2 separate regions of the Mus musculus genome follow, and region 1 is linked to region 2. The links are chromatin contacts, called in public Hi-C maps. All regions are on one chromosome and are shown on one strand. Each heading gives the region's core, a stretch centred on a gene start, on an enhancer-like site or on the middle of the called end of the contact. The rest is flanking DNA. Distances are from core to core; before and after follow the strand shown.

Evidence for each region. Hi-C and Micro-C count contacts between places; a contact is called where the count stands out from the background.
Region 1: a Hi-C map of bone marrow-derived macrophages shows a contact between it and region 2, with 86 read pairs. The contact joins two enhancer-like sites. A contact is called at or near these places in 2 of 39 promoter capture datasets (both in liver), 2 of 15 datasets of contacts at CTCF or cohesin (large pre-B cells and pro-B cells), 30 of 484 Hi-C or Micro-C datasets (the 3T3-L1 cell line, 3T3-L1-derived adipocytes, the BV-2 cell line and 17 more), 12 of 115 datasets of contacts at active chromatin or transcription factors (the HPC-7 cell line, bone marrow-derived macrophages, cardiomyocytes and 6 more) and 2 of 9 other capture datasets (liver and pancreatic islet).

The regions. Positions count from the first base shown.
Region 1 is chr5:140,840,841-140,846,596 of GRCm38.p6, reverse strand. No RefSeq gene overlaps it. Among named protein-coding and RNA genes, the nearest start is that of Gm30804, 9.1 kb to the left of the region's middle. Within about 2 kb of position 4,441, at least 11 of the 459 cell types and tissues checked have an H3K27ac peak or open chromatin away from gene starts, as enhancers often do. A contact at or near this core is called in bone marrow-derived macrophages and microglia, where this site is marked.
Region 2 is chr5:140,763,613-140,770,169 of GRCm38.p6, reverse strand. All of the region lies in intron 2 of Gna12 (guanine nucleotide binding protein, alpha 12), which reads left to right. Among named protein-coding and RNA genes, the nearest start is that of Gm30745, 17 kb to the right of the region's middle. Within about 2 kb of position 2,224, at least 207 of the 459 cell types and tissues checked have an H3K27ac peak or open chromatin away from gene starts, as enhancers often do. A contact at or near this core is called in bone marrow-derived macrophages and microglia, where this site is marked.

The DNA.
Region 1 (5,756 bases), core at 3,192-5,691, 74 kb before region 2:
GAACAGGCCGTCCCCTCTGCCCAGGTCACTTGCAGCCCCAGCATGGGTAGGATCTGCTGGCCTCCATCCCCAGCTCTGCCCAGAGGCCTGGTTCTCAGAATACTCCACTGGTTCATGGAAACAACCCAGTATCAGCTCTTCTGAACAAGAGGACCTGGATTTTCACCATCTCCCAGTGTACAGCGATGCTTCCGGGCACTGCCTCAAGTGGGTGTCACGTTCTCGACGTCACCAGTTGTCACCATCTCACGGGACTAGGAAAGAGCTCGAGTACAACCTGTTCCTACGACTAGTTGGTGGCAGAGATCAGGGAGACCAGGGAATACTTGATTCCCTGTGATGTCACCATGTGTGTGATGTGGCCTTAACCTCAAGGCAGAGATTCATAGTAGACAGATATTCTGCACAGCAGCAAGTTAACTGTTGACTGAAAAAAGAAAAAGTAAAATACAACTTTGCTGTTAGAAAACCGCACAGAAGCTAAACCTGGAAGTGCAGGCTTAATTACTATTCCAGCTACATCTAAGGTAGGAGGATTACAAACATCTTCCTGGGCTGCACAGTGAGTTCAAAGCCACCCCAGACCACTACATGAGACCCTAACTCAAAGCTTTAAAGCGAAGGCTGGCATGATGCCTTAGTGTGTAAAGGTACATGCCACCAAGCTGATGATCTAAATTAGATCCTAGAAGCTACATGGGAGATGGAGAAGACCAACTCCTGAAAGCTGTCTGCTGATGTCCATATGCATGCTGTGAGTGCTCTCCCCACCCCTAAATAAATATTGAAAACTAAAATGAAGAGCTAGTGAGATGAAAGATGCTTGCTGCTAAGTCTAACAAATTGGATTTGACTCCTGGATCCCAAATAGCAAAAGAAAGGATCGACTCTCACAAGCTGTACTCTCACTTCCATAGACATGCCCTCCCTACATACACACACACACACACACACACACACACACACACACACACACACACACACACACCATTAATTAATTAGTAAAGCTAAAAAGTTGAAAGAAAACTGGAAATGTAGCTCAATGGTAGAGCTCCTGCCTAGAATCCCCCAGTGAGGGACTGGGGTGTGGCTCAGTGGTAGAGCACCTGCCTAGAATCCCCCAGTGAGGGGCTGGGGTGTGGCTCAGTGGGAGAACCCCTGCCTAGAATCTCCCAGTGATGGGCTGGGGGCGTGGCTCAGTGGTAGAGCACCTGCCTAGAATCCCCCAGTGAGGGGCTGGGGTGTGGCTCAGTGGTAGAGTCCTTAGTTAGAAAGTACACAAGCCAGCATCACAAAAAGAGACAGACGGACAGACAAAAGCTTTGGGGTTTTGTTGTGTTTTTTATTTTTTGTTTATTTTTTGTTTGTTTGTTTGTTTTCTGCACTGTAACTTAATTGGTCCTTGCTGGTGCAACTTCCTGGAGGCAATGTTCAAGGGTCTGGGTTTGAAGGCCTGGCTGTCTGCATTGGAATCCTGGCTCTACCAACTGCTAGCTGTGGGCTCTCTCTCTAGCACATGACCAAACCTCGATGTTTTCCTGTTTCTCATCTCAAAAGTGGGAACAGTATGACCATAATACAGGAACAACAGCGAGAACAATAAACGTGACATACAGAGCTGGAGAGCTGGCTCAGTGGGAAAAAGACCTTGCTGCACAAGAAAGATGACCTGAATTTGATCCCTAGAACCCACAATAGAAGAAAATTTCACACAGTTGTCCACTGACCACCATGTGCTTGCACACACACACACACACACACACACACACACACACACACCTTAAAGCACTAACATATTTTCTTCCTACTATATAAAAACAAAACCAACATTCAACAATGTAGCCTCTCACTCAAAACAAAACACTGTCCATAGATCAGGAGGATAGTAACCATCTTCTGACCCTAAAACCTCTTGGGATTCCTTCCTAGCACAGCATTCCTCTACACCACAATTTCTTCATCATCCTTTCTGCCTCCACATGAGCCCACCCTCTCCAGTCCTTCAGCCCAGCTCACAACTGGGCCAGTGGTTGCTCTTACCTCTGGACCTTAACTACTGTTGCTTCCTAGGCCAGAAAACAATCTGTGATACTTAAGTCTTAATTGTCAATGCACCTAGAATGAGGTCTACAATGGGGCGTGTCTGTAGGGACTTATCTTAATTGTCTTAATTGATATGGGAAGACCCACCCACTATGGGCAGCACCATTCCCTAGGCAGGGGCCCTGCCCTGTATAAGAATGGAGAAACCAAGCTAGCACAAACCACAAACAAGCAAGCAAGTAAGCACGCCTGCATTCATTTCTCTCTGCTCTCTGGGTATCTTGACATCTCTGCCTTGACTTACCCACAATTATGGACTGTGGCCTAAGATTGTAAGCTGAAATAAACCCTTTTCTCTACTAATGTGTTTTTGTCAAGGTATTTTATCATAGAAACATAAATAAAATTAAGACACCATCTCCCTCCAATTCTTTCCTTTCAAACTCAGCTTCTCCAGAGAAGCATTACTTGAGTCCATAGCAGCAAAGTGGGCCCAACTACCATCATCTTCCATCCAGTTTGTGAGTGAGAGAGCAGATGGATAGATAGGTGGATGGGTGGATTGGTGGACTTCCAGGATTCTCATTTTGGGCTCCTTTTTCTTTCTTTCTTTTTCTATATTTTTTATTAGGTATTTTCTTCATTTACATTTCAAATACTATCCCAAAAGTCCCCTATACACTCCCCCTCCTTTTTCTTTTTAAAGAGACAGATGTCTTTTTTCCCCCCCCAAAGGTTTTATTTATTTTATGTATGAGCACACTGTAGCTGTCTTCAGACACACCAAAAGAGGGCATGGGTTCTCATTACAGATGGTTGTGAGGCACCATGTGGTTGCTGGGAATTGAACTCAAGACCCTAGGGGAAAAAAGTCAGTGCTCCTAACCACTGAGCCATCTCTCCAGCCCTCATTCTTGGCTCTTAACAAACTTGAGAGTATACGTATGAACATATTTTGTCTGTCTCCCTGAGTTCATCCACGAGAGAGAGACTGCGTCCATCAAGGTGAGGCTGGTGTCCCTGAATTCCAGCACTGCATGGAAGATGGGTGAAGGCCAGAGGCCAGAGGAATGAGTGGGTGGACAGAAGAATTAGTGTGTGGGTGGGTGGGTACAATACGAGGGAGAGTGGAGGCATGGATGTGTTGGAAGAGGGAGGGAGGGAAAGACGGATGGATGGACAGATAGTGGAGGGAATAGTGGATGGACAGTGTTATGTGACTTTTCCTGGGGAGACATGAACTAACGTTCCTTCATCCCAGATAAGAGACTGATGATAAGCCAAAGAAACTGGTCCACCCAAGCCTGTCTTGGTAAACCAATGTGTATATTTGGGGCTACTTACAGGAATAGGTAAGGGATTGCTTTATTTACAGAGGTGTGGGTGACTCAGGCAGCTGCATCACTTAAAAGACCATCTCAGCACAGATGAAGTCTCACAAGAGCTACATGCCTAGAGTTCCCTACATGACTTGAAGGCATCCAGACATATTGCAGTCTCCTCTCCAGGAGTAACTACCATTTGTATAATATTGGGGAGGGGTGTTAGGAATCTTCTAAGTTTCAGGAGTTTCCTGAGAGTGTCCTGCTTCCCTCCAAAGGGAATGTTTCAACTGGGAGGAAATAGCCACGCATTGGTTGTTTGGTAGGTAGATGGGTGGGTGGGTGGGTGGGTGGGTGGGTGGGTGGGTGGGTAGGTGAATGAGTGACTGACAACTGAGTGGCTGGATGGATAGATGGATAGGTGGGTCAGTAGATGGGTGAGTGGGCATATGGCTATGGATGGATGATGGATGGATGGATGGATGGATGGATGGATGGATAGGTGAGTGGATGGATGGATGGATGGATAATTGAGTTGGTAGATGGATAGGTAGATGGGTGGATCAGTAGTGGGGATGAGTATGTAAAATGATGAATTGGTAAATGGATGAGTGAATAGGTAGATGGATGGATGGATGGATGGATGGATGGATGGATGGATAGATGGTATGAATAGATAGTTGAGTTGGTAGATGGATAGGTGGATGGGTGGATCAGTAGATATGTGAGTGAGTAATTGAATGGCTGATGTATGCATGGAAGGATGGATGGATGGATAGGTGGATGGATGGGTGGATGGATGGATGGATGGATGGATGGATAGCAAGTTGAGGCCTTGATCGTATTGATAGAGGCCCTCCCTCTGGAATGGGTCTGTATTTTTAGAACTGGACATGAGGATGCTATGGAGCACTGCCAGCACATTTTGGAGAGACAATCACTGCCTTGTTTGTTCTAAAGTCAGCACATTTTTTTAAGGAAGCACTGGTCATGAAACCTGGACCCCATACTCAGAAGCACTTCGCTGTCTGTTTCTGTTCCATTGCTTGGGTGCTGTGGCTTCCTCCACATGAAGCATGTGTCTGGTATGGCCTCCACCCTCGGCCACGCTTCCCTATTTGAATCTAGATTCGAATCACTTGTCCCCCAACCCCAGGAAGAGAATATTTATAGAAATGAGAGGCAGTTTTTGTGGAGCAATTCAGCAGATTTGGACAACTATATGACTTCATCTCAGGCTCTGAGCAAGGCTCACACATCATAGACTGCTCTAAGTTACTGTCTTACTGAGGGCAAGTTACTGTGGGTAGAAACTTCCATAGAACATTTAACAGTAGGCTCCATATGGAATCTCTGGTGTCCTTTGGGAATGCTGAAGAAATCTTGTGTCAAGTCTCTGTCTGTCTCTCCCTCTCTGTGTGTATGTGTGTGTGTGTATGTGTGTGTGTGTGTGTGTGTGTGTGTGTATGCACATGCACAAACACACTCATTTGTATTAATGTGGACTGCATCCACATTAATGGCATGTGTGCAGAGGTCAGAAGACAACTTGCTGATCAACAAGCCGCAAGGACCCACCAGCCTGTCTGCCTCCCCCATCTTGCCAAAAGTGAGAATCTGGGGCACATGCCACCACAACCAGCTTCTCACACGGGTTCTGAAGAGTGACAGTCAGCTCTTCATGGTTGGGAGACACGTACTCCGCTGACAGAGCCATCTCCCCAACCCAACAAGTCGTCTAACACGGACTGATAGGTCCCATTTTATGAGTTGGTTTAGCTGGGCCATGGCACCCCGCTGACGTCACTCTGCATCCAGCCATCTAACCTGATGCTTCTGTGAGGCTGTGCCTGGGTGGGATGTGCATTTAAATCAGTGGGCTTAGAGAAAGGCACAGTGCCCATCCTGAGGCTGGATCACATCTGGCCAGCTGAAAGCTTGAACAGAGCAGACTGACTTCCCTGAGAAAGGACAGTTTCTCCAACAGATGCTTTTGGTCTTGACCTACAACATCTGCTCTTCCGGATCTCCACCCTGCTGGCCCACACTGCAGATGTTGGACCTCACAGCCTCCACAATTCTATAAACCAATGTCTTTAAAAAAAATTCCTTTGTGCATGTATACACTCTTCCTCTCTCATACATTCCCTTAGAGAACTCTAAGGCAGGAGTTTATTCCAGACCCCACAGATTTCTAGCTGACCCTGACATCGGATTGTGTGTTAGTTATTTTTGTGTCTCTGTGATCAAAAGACCTGAGAGAACAACTTAAGAGAAGAAAGGTTTGTTTGGGCTCATGGATTCAGTAGGTTTGGTGCATTTTTACTAAGTCCCACCAGCTTGGTTGTTTTTGAACTTTTTGCTTCATGCCCAACAGAAAAAAAGGGCATA
Region 2 (6,557 bases), core at 975-3,474:
CCTGTTTTCTGTGAGAACTGGAGCCTCTTGGTAATGGTAACTTTGCTGATTTTTGTAGTGGGGTCATTCCCTGGGGAGGAGTCTGTCTAGGTAAGCATTTAGAGAGCTGTGAATGATGAACAGCAAACAAGCCTGCTATGATGTCCCCCTTTCTATCCTTGCTAGTACAGACAACTGAACCTGAGAGAGAGCGCTTTGTGAATGTGCATATGGGGATGCACATTAGCATGCACACTTGCTTGTGGCTGTCCTCAGAGGCCAGAGAGGGTGTTGGATTCCCTGGAGCTAGAGTTATAGGCAGTTGTAAGTCATCTGATGTGAGCACTGTCAACCAAACTCCGGTCCTCTGGAGGAGCAGCAAGTGCTCTGGCCCCCATTCCCACCTCCCAATTTCTCAATGAACATTCTCTTCTAAATAAGAACCCACTGGCTATAGGGTAGAATATGATAAAAATAGTGTATCTTCTCCAGCCAGCTTCAAGAAGCTAAACTCTGTGATGTACCTCTATTTACCAAGCTTTGAACTTTTTCAAAAAAAAAAAAATCAAGTTAAATTCTCCAAAATGTGGAAAACATGTTGCTTTGAGAGACAAGTCATTGACACCTTTCAAATGTCCTCTTTGTCCAAAAAGTCCCTGCTGCTCAGGCTATGGGAAGATGACACTTCACCTGGCGCTATTCCTGCATAAACGGCTAATGTTGCTCCAAGGAGGTACCCTGAGGTGGCCTGGCGTTGGCTTCTGAGCATTCCAGACTGTGCTGTGAAGAGCCCTCTTAGTGGCCCTGCTGTCAGAGGAGCCCCAAGTCTCCATTCTTGAACAGCTGGCACATTGGTTCGGATTGGTTTGAGACAGACTCTTCCCTACATCGCTCAGGAGCTCCCTGCCTTAGCCCCCCAAGTGCTGGGATTACACACATGTACCACCACTCCTGGCCCGACACCAGTTCTAGAAGATGAAAAGCTAGGCCGGGCGTTTACTTCACATCCATAAAGGGGAAAAGTGGGATGTTAGCTAGGATTTGCACTCTGCTTGGTTGGCAAGTTGGTTTCATATAAGCAGTTTCATTCATTTGTTGAGTTCTTCCTGCCTGGGCCTGTGCACTCCCCTCCACAGGGACCTGTGTGGAAGCTGTCTGCTGGTGACAAACGAGCAGAACTTTGTTTATTTTGTGGGAGGGTAGTGCTAGGCGTCAGATCCAGACCTCATACATGCCAGGCAAGTGCTCCACCAAGAGCTCCATCCCAGCCCTCAGTTTGCTTTATATTTTGACAGGAGCTTGCCATGCAGCCCAGGCTGGCTTTGAGTTTAGGGTGCTCTTGCCTCAGTCAGCTGCTGCTCCTTCCTTCCTTCCTTCATCTTTCCTCCTCCTCCTTCATCCTAACCCTTCTCTTCCTCCTCTTCCTCCTCTTCTGCTCTGAACCAGCCTTAGACTGTGGGCCTCTTGGTGTCACCTTCCTGGTGCACATGAGTCTGGTCTGTGAGTGGCAGGTGTGTCACAGTGTTAGCCTCAGACAGTAGCCGGAGTGGATGTTTACTGTGTCAGACAAGGCCTTGACTCATCATGAGCCAAACAAGAGAAGCATCCCTCAGAGGACCATTTGTGCTGGAGCTGAGCATCTGCCATGTGAAGCTGTCACACTGGCAAGTTGGCAAGTGTATGCTGCCATTCATGGTCAGATGAGGTCATTCTGTGTCTACATCTCCAGCGGGACATGGGAACAGCAATTCTGCTATTTACACCACTGTGCACACCACCGTGTGCGGGTGTGTGTGTGGGTGTGTGAGTTGGGGCGGGGTCTCCTAAAATCCTGATAACTTCTCATCAGCAGAACATTCAAGAAGGGAGAGCCTCTGAGAAGAGGAGAAGGCAACTTCTGTTTGTTATCTCTGGTCAGAAGCCAGGAAGGAGATCTCAGCTCCTTGTCCAAGTCCAACTTGAGAGTGCTAGTTGAAGGGATGGCTTGCTGAGTCAGTGGTCCTGGGGCCACAGGCTCAGGAGCCAGAGCATCAGGCAAGAGGCAGCACAAGGGCTCTTTATGAGGAGCAGGAGGCCTGGACAGGCCCTACAGGGGAGCCTGGGCCTCCCTGCCCTCAGCCTGGCCTCCCAGCTGGCCGCAGCGCCGGGGCTGCATGGCAGAGCTTGCCTCTCCTTGCTTCAGAGAGCCCACTGCCCCACAGCACGGATGACTCAGTGTCTGGCAGGCAGAAGCTGCTTTGAGCCTTTTCCTTTCCCTTTTGTTCAGCCTGGAGTGGGGGAGGTCAAGGCCTTGTCATATCCAGCAGGAAGATGCTGTGACCCCTTCCCTTTGGCAAGCCGCCATCGGCAAATGGGAGGGACCGTCATAGGCCTGGCCCCTCATTGTCTTTCAGCTCCGTGCCCCTGTTCTTTGAGAGGAGCTACTGCCCTTATTTAGATGGCCTAGTGTAGTCTGTGGGAGACACGGTTGCACTTCACTGCTGGCAGAGTCTGATCTGTAACCTTTTGTAGTCCACACTTCTGTTCTCTCAGGCCATGCATGTAGTGAGGTGAAGAGTTCAGGGGTGTGTGTGTGTGTGTGTGTGTGTGTGTGTGTGTGTGTGTTGTATATGTTACAGAGTATATTTGTGCACGTGTGTACACATACATGTAGAAGCCAGAATGTTAACATTGGGAATTTTATTCTCTCTCTCCATCTTAGCTTTTGAGCTTAGCTTTTAAGACAAGGTCTCTCTCTCCCTCCCTCTCTCTCTCTCTCTCTCTCTCTCTCTCTCTCTCTCTCTCTCTCACAGACAAGGTGTCTCTCACACAGAGACAAGCGCTCTCTCTCTCTCACACACACACACATGAGTGGGAAACTATGTGACTAAACCATCTTTCTACTTTTAACTTGCTTTTTGACTATGGCCAAATTAACATCTAAACTTTGGTTTCTTCAACTGAGAAAAAAAGGAGATTTTACTGAACCCTGTGTGTATGTGTGTGTATGGTGTAGTACTAGGGGGATAGGGTCAGGACTTGGCATGCTAGACAAGCATTCTCACACCAACCTGAATTTTCAGCCATGGCTTTGGAGACAGAGTCTCACTACGTAGCTCAAGGTAATCTTGTGCTCTTGATTCTCCTGCCTCAGTCTCCCTAGTGTTGTGACCACAGACCTGTTGCCACCACTTTTGTTAGCAGCCCCAGCTTTTCATTTGTTTGTTTGGGATGTTGCTGGCCCAGGTTCGTTCATGTGTTCACTCTGTAACCAGGCTGGCCTCAAATTCAGAGATCCACCTGCCTCTGCCTCCTAAGTGCTGGGATTACAGGTGTGAGTCACCGCTGCCCAGCTCCGGGTTTTCATATCTTAACACAAGGATGTTGGAGGCTTGAACTGCTGAGTGGTTTGGTTTCCAAGTCTTTGCTTTATTTGGGAATGGGGTAAAAGTCCAGGGGCTTTCCAGACACAGCTGAAGAGACAGGTGCTGGCTCACAGCTAGGACTTCCCAGCAGACGATTGGGTTTGCTGACTGTTTAGTAGGAGCTAAGCCAGTGGGTGTGTGTAGGTCCTTCTCTCTGCTTGGGGGTGTCTACACAGGTACTAGACAGTGGACAGTTTGGGGTCATTAAACTAGGAAAGGGGAAATGTCTAGCATAATCAGCCTTGAAAAGTACACATTGAACTGACAAAATGGCTCAGTAGGTAAAGGTGCCACTCAGGCCCTAGAGCCAACTCCTGATGGTTGTTTATCGTTCTCTCTCTCAATCTCTCTCTCTCTCTCTCTCTCTCTCTCTCTCTCTCTCTCTCTCTCTCTCGCACGCGCACACACACACACACACACACACACACACACACGTTAAGAAAGCCAGACATTGTGACACACACCTTTAATCCAGCTTTCAGGAGGAAAGAGATCTCTGAATTCAAAGTCAGCCTGGTCTACATAGTGAATTAAAGAAGCCAGAGCTATATGGTGAGACACTGTCTCAAAAAAACAACAACAAAAAAGAGTCTCTAAAGTGTTTTAAAGGGGTAAAGACGTGTGACTTTATGCAGTAACCAGGACCTCTGAGGCTCGAGGCACTGCTGGGGCTGAGAGCACTGGGAGTATGACATTCTCTTTTATAGCTCATAGTTCCTTACCTCTAAATACTCCTTCCCATGGCTGGATAACTACAGCCACACTGTAGCAACTGAGAGCCACAGATGCCTTTCCTCAGGTAGTATAGCACGTAGGAGCAGTCCAAGTCCAGGTGTCATCTGTGCCCTCATCTAGGTGTGTGACTGACATTGCCATGTTCTTTTAGCTGCCAGGAAAAAGACCTTTCTCAGCTGTTCCTCGGTACCCAACACCCTTGAGGAAGGCCTCCAAAGCCCTTGTGCACACCACTGTGCTGTCTCACCAACTCTGAGTCACTACTGCACTGAGTAGGGACTCTCCTTCCTCCTGCTGATGCTACCACCTAAGCTAGCGAACAGAAATGTCTAACAATCGTCAGCCTTGAAAACATACACACTGCTGCCAACCATGAGACACCCTGGTCAGAGGAGGGGACAGTGTTCCTGAGGATGACACCCAAGACTGTCGTTCAGCCTTTGCCTTCATGCACACTCAAACACACACACACACACACACAACTCTCTCACGCACCTAAAACCCCATATAAGGACTCTTCCTTCCTTCTGCTTATGCTACTGTCTGAGTAGAACTAACAGGGAATGGCCTAGGCTGTGAGCTGTCACCACTGCCCAGCCTGCTGGGATGACATGGTGGAGCCACTGTGATCCAGCAGCTTCCTGCCTTTGTGTTGAGGGAGGAGACGGGACCAGGAGAGGGGAAAGTCAGCACAGGGGCTTGACCCACTTGGTCTCTTGAAACGCTGTCCTTGCAAGCCAGGTGGGACAGCTCTGTGAGGAGCACAGGTCGCCTAGAGAGGTGAGAACTCGTTTCTGAGCCTTAGGTGCCTCTTTCCACCTCAGAGCTTGACTGCCAACCACCAGGGCTGCCTTGCTGCTTATTGTGGGGGCTGATACAGGGAAACTTGAGTGCTGCTGTCCCTAGAACAGAATCCTCTCCTTTGAATCATCCCTGTGACCTTCCCTCCACTGCAGGAAGGAAGTGACTGTTCACCTCTTCCTCTGGGCCATCTGGGACAAGGGACAGAGAAACAGACAAACAAGAGCTGGGCTCTGTGTGTACATCTGCTGTCTCAGCACAGAGAAGGCTGAGGCAAGAGGATCACGAGTTGAGGCTAGCCTAGGCTGCATCATAAGACCTATCTCAGAGGTTTTAAAACTAGAACAACAAAAAATAAACCACACTTAGAGGCTGATGGCCCCTGTTCTCAACCTTTTGTCAGAAAGTCACAAGCTATAATGGGTGCCCTGTCATGGCCTGAAGACCCACTTGTGATATGGCCTGGGTGGCAGTGTATTTGCCTCACAAGCATGCAGACCTGAGTTTGAGCCCCAGAACCCACATAGGAAACCATGTGGTGGCACATGTTTGTAATCCCAGCATCTGTAGGCAAAGACAGGAGAAACTCTGGGGTGCCTTGCCAGTTAGCCTAGTTGATTATCTCTAGACCACTGAGGAGCCAAGTGTCAGAGAATGGCTCCCAAGACTGTCTTTTGTGGGCCCCCACACACACACAGAGAAAGGGGACATGCAGGCATGTGCATGCATGTACAACATACACGCATCAGATAAAAGAAAATTTTTTGTTTCAGTGCCATCTTGTTGCACGTGTGTATGACCTTGCTTTTTTACACTTCTGTGAGACTGTACAAAGTGAAGGCACCTGTCAGAGTAAGGCTCTTGTGGAATTTAGAGAGCTACACGCTTTGGGATTCATGGAGGAATTGTTTTCCAGCCTTCAGCTTGCTTTCCCCTACCCCTTTCCCTTCCTCCATTTATTTTGTGTGTGCATGCACATAGGAACATGCATGCTATGACAAACATGTAGAGTTAGAAGACAACCTTGTGGAGTCAGTTCTCAGTTTCTGCCTACATAGGACTCAGGTATCAAACTCAGGTTGTCAGCCTTTGCAGCAAGTGTGCTTACCACTGGGCCATCTGGCCAGCCTAGCCTTTGATTTCTAACGGAAGCTTCGTGTGCTGTTTTCATCGCACTCCTTTCATCACACTCCGTGTTGCTCCCTCTCTCTAGGTTGTTGGTGACCTAGAAGCCGGTCTCCTCTCCGGCCCTGTGAGTGCCACTGCATTCAGTTACCCAGCATGCCTAGAGGGCAGGGCCATGAGTGCTGCACACAGGGATGGGCACTGGCCCTTCAGTGGCTCAGTTTGTGTCCAGCAGGAGACTCATCTCCAGAGTCTCCTCATTCTGTGTCATGAATCATACAGAGGCTTCTAGAAGCTAGATTGCCCGTCTTTCCTTGTCCCCTCTCCTCAGGACTTAGTGTCTTTACAGACAGCACCTGAAGCCCTTGGGCCATGTGTGTCAGAGGCAAAACTGTGCCCCAGTCAGGATTTTACTTCTCGCCCCAGCCCTTGCTGCTGGTGTGGCCTGGAGACAGGATCCACCATCTGCTCCAGAGAGCTGCAGGAAGGAAGCACATGAAGAAGACTTTAGCT